Linked DNA regions of Triticum aestivum: region 2 is linked to region 1. The links are chromatin contacts, called in public HiCAR-type maps. All regions are on one chromosome and are shown on one strand. Each heading gives the region's core, a stretch centred on a gene start, on an enhancer-like site or on the middle of the called end of the contact. The rest is flanking DNA. Distances are from core to core; before and after follow the strand shown. Region 1 holds the start of LOC123129747. Region 2 holds the start of LOC123128724 (probable alpha,alpha-trehalose-phosphate synthase [UDP-forming] 11).

Region 1 (2,711 bases), core at 192-2,691:
GGCAGCATCAAACTCAAATTAACAAGTCTTCATGGTACAGCTAGCCAACTGCATTCCATCCGGCACACTCAGTTTATCTCCACCTGCACCTGCCATGCCTGGCTGGGCACGACATGGCACGGGACATGGGGTGGAGTCCAAGGCAAAGAATACGCTCGCTCCGTCGGCACAGCACCACGACGTGCGCCTGTCGCCGCGCTAGAGCACACATGGCCGAGCAGAGGTGCTGGTGCATGCATGCATCAGAGATCGACGGCCCAGGCGCGTCCTTTCTCGGGCCACACGGTCGTTTTCCCGGTGCGGTGCTCCATTGATCGGTTCGGCGAACGGTCGGCTGGTTTTTGGACACCTCGCTAGCCTGAGCCTGGTACTACGTGGTATTATCTTTCACTTTCAGGTTTCGGACTGAATCGTACTACGTGCCCCCTTGCAGCAAAATGCGCTACAGTGTCCACGCAAGGATCCATCTCTAACTTGTTAGGAATTAATTAATTAGGTTAATTAACTATTAATCACTGCTATGTCGGTGCCACTTTTGGCAACTGCCTCCTTTTGTAACCGCCTTGTAAGCTGGGTATAAATACCCCAATCTTCAATCAATAGAATAACTGTTCATTCATATATCTGTTTTCCATTCGCTCCTCTCTCTCGATTCTCTCTAACACGTTATCAGCACTTTTGCTCTCCGCTGAGAAATGGCCACAGGAGAAGAGAAGAATGCCGCCGATTCGATTAGCCATATTCCCGTCCACAGCAGTAATCAATGGACATGCTTCTGTAAAAGAGGAAAACTGGATCAGGACATTCTTCAATTTGTTTTTGTCTTCTTGCAATCAATCAAAAATCTAATAACAAATTCTGTTTTGCAAATCGCTTCATCCGGCGTATGCTCGTGGTGAGATGGATTGATCGCTACTCAAACGAAAATAGGAAGAAATTCTCAATCAAGAAGAATAGAAGAATCTGCATCAAGAACAAGAGAAAAGAAGGGAAGAAGCCCCAGCGAGCGTACCTCGGCGTTTGGCGACGACGGCGTCCTCCACCTCTCGGGTGCAGCATTCGACGCGGCGCTCCTCCCTCAGGCGGAGCACGACCACGGCGCGGCATACCCTCCAGTACAGGCGGCGTGTCCTCGGGGTAACCAATGGCCGGCGCCTAGAACGGCGATCTCCACCGCGGCGGCACCGGTAGCACGACCAGCCCACGACACTACAGCAACGTCGACGCAGCGGCCGAGGACGCAGCGACGCCAGGCAGCGCCCTCTGGCGCGCGGCGTTGGACGAGCAAGCCCTCTGGCGCCACCCGCCCACCCCCGGTCTCTCCTTCTCCCGGTTACACTGGTACGCAGCGGCGGTGCCGGTGCTATATGTGCATACCGAACAAATCGATTGATTCCAGATGCATTGAGGATGACGATAGGAAACCTTATCTCTTCGGCCATTTGAGACTAAGCCCTTCTAGTTTCTTTTATTGGCAAACAAGTCATCAGACTTAATACTACATGAACATAAGTCATCAGGCTTACTGTTTTAGATTTTGGTTAATACCGTAGTATATCATATCGGTTGAGTCCCAAGGCATTGAGCTATGTTGATGGATGGGTCGATCATTACATCTGCAATGGACCCCAATATACTAGTGCTATTCTTTACAATAAGTGCAACAACTATGTTTTGCAATTGATTTTTTTTCTCTTGCAAATCATGATGTAAATTCAAAACAAGGATTATACTTAATATGACTACACCATATTATATTTTGGAATCACAAGGTATTGATGGCATCTACTGCGTAATTTGCAGATTATCCATCAGTACTGTGAGGTCTACATCTTGTCATTTTGATAAGATGACTACCTTCGAAGTGATCTTCCAAATATTAATATTATATGTGACTACCTCAATATATCATAAGGTAATACTGGCATCTACTGCAAATTTTGCAGACTATCCACTATTACTGCAAGGTCTACATCATGTCATTTTGACAGATGACTACCTTCAAAGTGATTTCATACATTTTGCATAATATAAGGTAATAGAATTATGAACATCTACTGACAAAAGTCAGACTATGTTTTTCTATTACTGCGAGATCTACACCGCATCCGGTGACTATCTTCAAAGTGTTATTCTATATAAATGGAGGTCTACACATATGAGTGTATAGCATCAGCTATCATAAAAAAAAATTTGCTCCTCTGAAGCAATTGTTGTTGTTCACTAAAAAAAGACATTTACTCTCATAATAAAAGGTATTCATGCATGAACACTACATGCTGAAACGGCAAATATTTTCCACAAATATCATTTATTCAAGCCTCATTTTGCTTTAATATGTCATAGACAACTATGCAAATATTTGCACATACCAGTAATTACCTTCTATTACATTGGTAAAATACATGACAATGGAGCCTATGTCACTATTTTAATTATAGTGTCGTCCATTCATTAAAATGGATACCACAATTTATAGAAATTGTTGAGTGTCTCAAACACTATTGATAGGTCCACATCAAATTGTGGTTATACTTTTATAGTGACTAACCAATGATAAACATGAAAAGTCTATGTGTTTTGGCAGTGACTCTGAAGTCACATATTTTCTCAAGAATGAAGTCCAAAACATTAGCAATGATTTCATCACATCTGTTGTATTGAAGGATACACCCAGGTTCACCAAGGATCATCTTGGCCATGAGTATTTT
Region 2 (2,744 bases), core at 104-2,603, 240 kb after region 1:
GGCTGATCATCACGATCGGGGTGTACCCGGGGCTGCCGAAGCGCTCGTTGACCCGGGCGCTGATGGCTCTGGCCTCGTCCTGCACCTCCTGCACGTCCCGGCCCTCGCTGCGCGCCGGATTGGTGATCTGCACGAGCACGGCCTTGCCGCGGAGCTCAGGGTTCTCCACCAGGAGCTGCTCCATCCCCAGGAACTTGAGCCCGATCCCCTTGAAGAGGTCGACGTCGTCCACGCCCAGCATGAGGCGCCGCCCCTTGTAGGCGTCGGCGACCTGGCGCACCACGTCGGCCGTCTCCGGCGCCGACACGACCGAGCGGAGCTGGCCCATGTCGATGCCGACGGGCAGTATCTTGACGGTGACGGTGCGGCCGTAGTACTCGATGCCGATGTACCCGCGCTTGGACTGGTAATCCAGGCCGAGGAGGCGCGAGCACGCCGACAGGAAGTGGCGCGCGTAGTCGAAGGTGTGGAAGCCGACGAGGTCGGCGTTGAGGAGGGCGCGGAGCAGGTCGTCGCGGACGGGGATAGTGCGGAAGATCTCGGAGGAGGGGAAGGGGGAGTGGAGGAAGAATCCGACCCTGGCGCGCGGGAAGCGCTTGCGGAGGAAGGTGGGGAGGGCGAGGAGGTGGTAGTCCTGGATCCAGACGAAGTCGTCGTCGGGGGCGAGCACCTCGGTGAGGCGGTCGGCGAAGGCGCGGTTGGCGGAGAGGAAGGAGTGGTAGAGCGCGCGGTCGAAGGGCAGGCCGCCGAGCGTGGAGGGCGTGAGCGGGAGCAGGTAGTGGAGCAGCGGCCACATGTAGTGCTTGCAGAAGCCGTGGTAGAACTTGCCGTGGAGGTCGGCGGGGAGGAAGACGGGCAGGCAGGAGAAGGCGGACACGAGGTAGCTGGCCAGCTCGTCGGAGGCCGCCTCCGCCGCGGCGGGGGGCAGCGTGCCGACGTGCAGCACGGGGGCCGCGGGCGGCAGGCCCGAGCGGAGCTGGTAGGCGACGGTGCCCGCGTCGACGGTGAATTTAAACCCGAACGGCGCGGCGGGGTCGGGGGACGCGCGGAGGGGCAGGCGGTGGGAGACGATGACCCGCCGCGGCGGGCCGGACGGGGACGGCGAGGCCGGCGAGGAGGGGGACGCCGCGGCCATGACCCGCGGGAGCCGGAGCGGGGACGGCGGGAGCGGGGGCAGCTCCTCGGCCAGGTCGAGCAGGTTGTGGCAGGAGAGCGACGGCATGTCGCCGGTCCGGTCCTTCTATCGATTCGTGCCGCAGATGCCCAGTGCTGCTAGACGGGGATGGCGCATGAAGAGACGGCGAGGGCCGCGTGGAAATGTAGGAGAAGGGGGGGGGGGGGGGGTGCCGAATCGGTGGAAGCTTCTGGGGATAAGAAGGGCCGGGGGCGGGGGCGTGGGAGGAGGTATATATAAACGAGACGAGAGCAGCACGGAAGCGGCGCGATCCCGGCCCACCTAGCTATCCTCCCGTTCCTAGCTTGGACCAGGATCAGGAGCGAAGGTGGAAGAAGGAGGGGGCAACCAACGCGCCCACGGGGCTTATCCAGATCGGAAAGGGGCGGGGGCGCGGCGCCAATGACGGTCCTGCCCCCGCCCCGCGCCGTGGGACGGTTCGGGTTGGGTTTTTTTTCCTTTATTTTTTGCCAAGCTATTGGATGGATGGATAGACGAGCGCCGCGTGCAGAGGCACGGCGTGCGGGCGTCAAACGAAACGGCCGCTGGGTCTCGTATCCCTATCCGTCTATCCGCCCCGCCCGACCCCGGCCGGTCCGTGACGTCGGGCGACGCGTCGCGTAGGGGCGTGCGCATGCCGCCGGACGCACGCACGCACGCACGCACCGCAAACAAGGACAACGCGCACCGGGAAAACGGGACGGGGGTATAAAATGTGCTTTCCGTGCCACATTTTGTGGCTGAACCGTGTTTTGGTCTACCGAACCGAGCGGGTGTCCAAAATGTCGGATAATAATAAACTGTTTGAAGGGAATACAGGCGACGTAGACGCCGTGCTTATCTTTTATTTGACGGGATTTTTAAATGGAAGATATGCGGGTTCAACTTTGAGCGGTTTTCAAGTCAAGTCATTTTTGCTACTACCTCCGTTTCAGTTTACAAGTCCTGCGCGTATACCTATGTTGTCAATTTTATCACCATAATATAAACTATATAACACAAAAATTATATCTTTTGAAAGTAGAAACTCTGAAGTTTATGTTGGTATATTTTTTGTAATATATGACTTGTATTAGGTTGGTCAAATTGATAACCTAGGGCTACGCGCACGCCTTGTAAATTGAGAGAGAGGTAGTATATAAAGGGCTGTTCGCAACGTAATAATTTGTTCTTTTCTTTGTCTCGACGCACACGACGGAGTTCAGCATTTAATGTCTACCATAATTAAATTAGTCCAGTTTTTGAATTGTGCGGGAATTTTTAGGTCATACTGACATTGCTTTCAATGAATGTTTTCTTTAAGAAACTGAGCACAAATCCTTGTGAAAAGATGCACGCACGCCTTATCCATATGAGCTGGCAGATTCTCAGATGACGAAATCGGCCCTCCTAGTCGAGCGGCATGTCGTACCATTGAAAGGATAGCGTCGAAGAGTATGAAATAATTCCAGAAAATACACGAGCACATATCGGGTGTGTACTCAAACCCGGATAGGTTGGCTTCACCAAAAGAAAACCTAACTATATAAGCTATACTTCATCGCTGCTTGCAACGGACAAGAGTATACAC

What was found. HiCAR-type assays count read pairs that join an accessible place to other places.
Region 2: a HiCAR-type map of leaf shows a contact between it and region 1, with 8 times the contacts expected there. The contact joins the promoter of LOC123128724 here to the promoter of LOC123129747 in region 1. A contact is called at or near these places in 1 of 5 Hi-C or Micro-C datasets (leaf) and 1 of 1 datasets of contacts at active chromatin or transcription factors (leaf).

The regions. Positions count from the first base shown.
Region 1 is chr6A:585,937,116-585,939,826 of IWGSC CS RefSeq v2.1, forward strand. LOC123129747 reads right to left here and starts at 1,442. Exons shown (of 2, transcript XM_044549787.1): 1 at 1,013-1,442; 2 at 567-775. The coding sequence starts at 1,442. The coding sequence ends at 597.
Region 2 is chr6A:586,176,035-586,178,778 of IWGSC CS RefSeq v2.1, forward strand. It overlaps LOC123128724 (probable alpha,alpha-trehalose-phosphate synthase [UDP-forming] 11), which reads right to left and starts at 1,354. Exons shown (of 3, transcript XM_044548806.1): 1 at 1-1,354. The coding sequence starts at 1,222.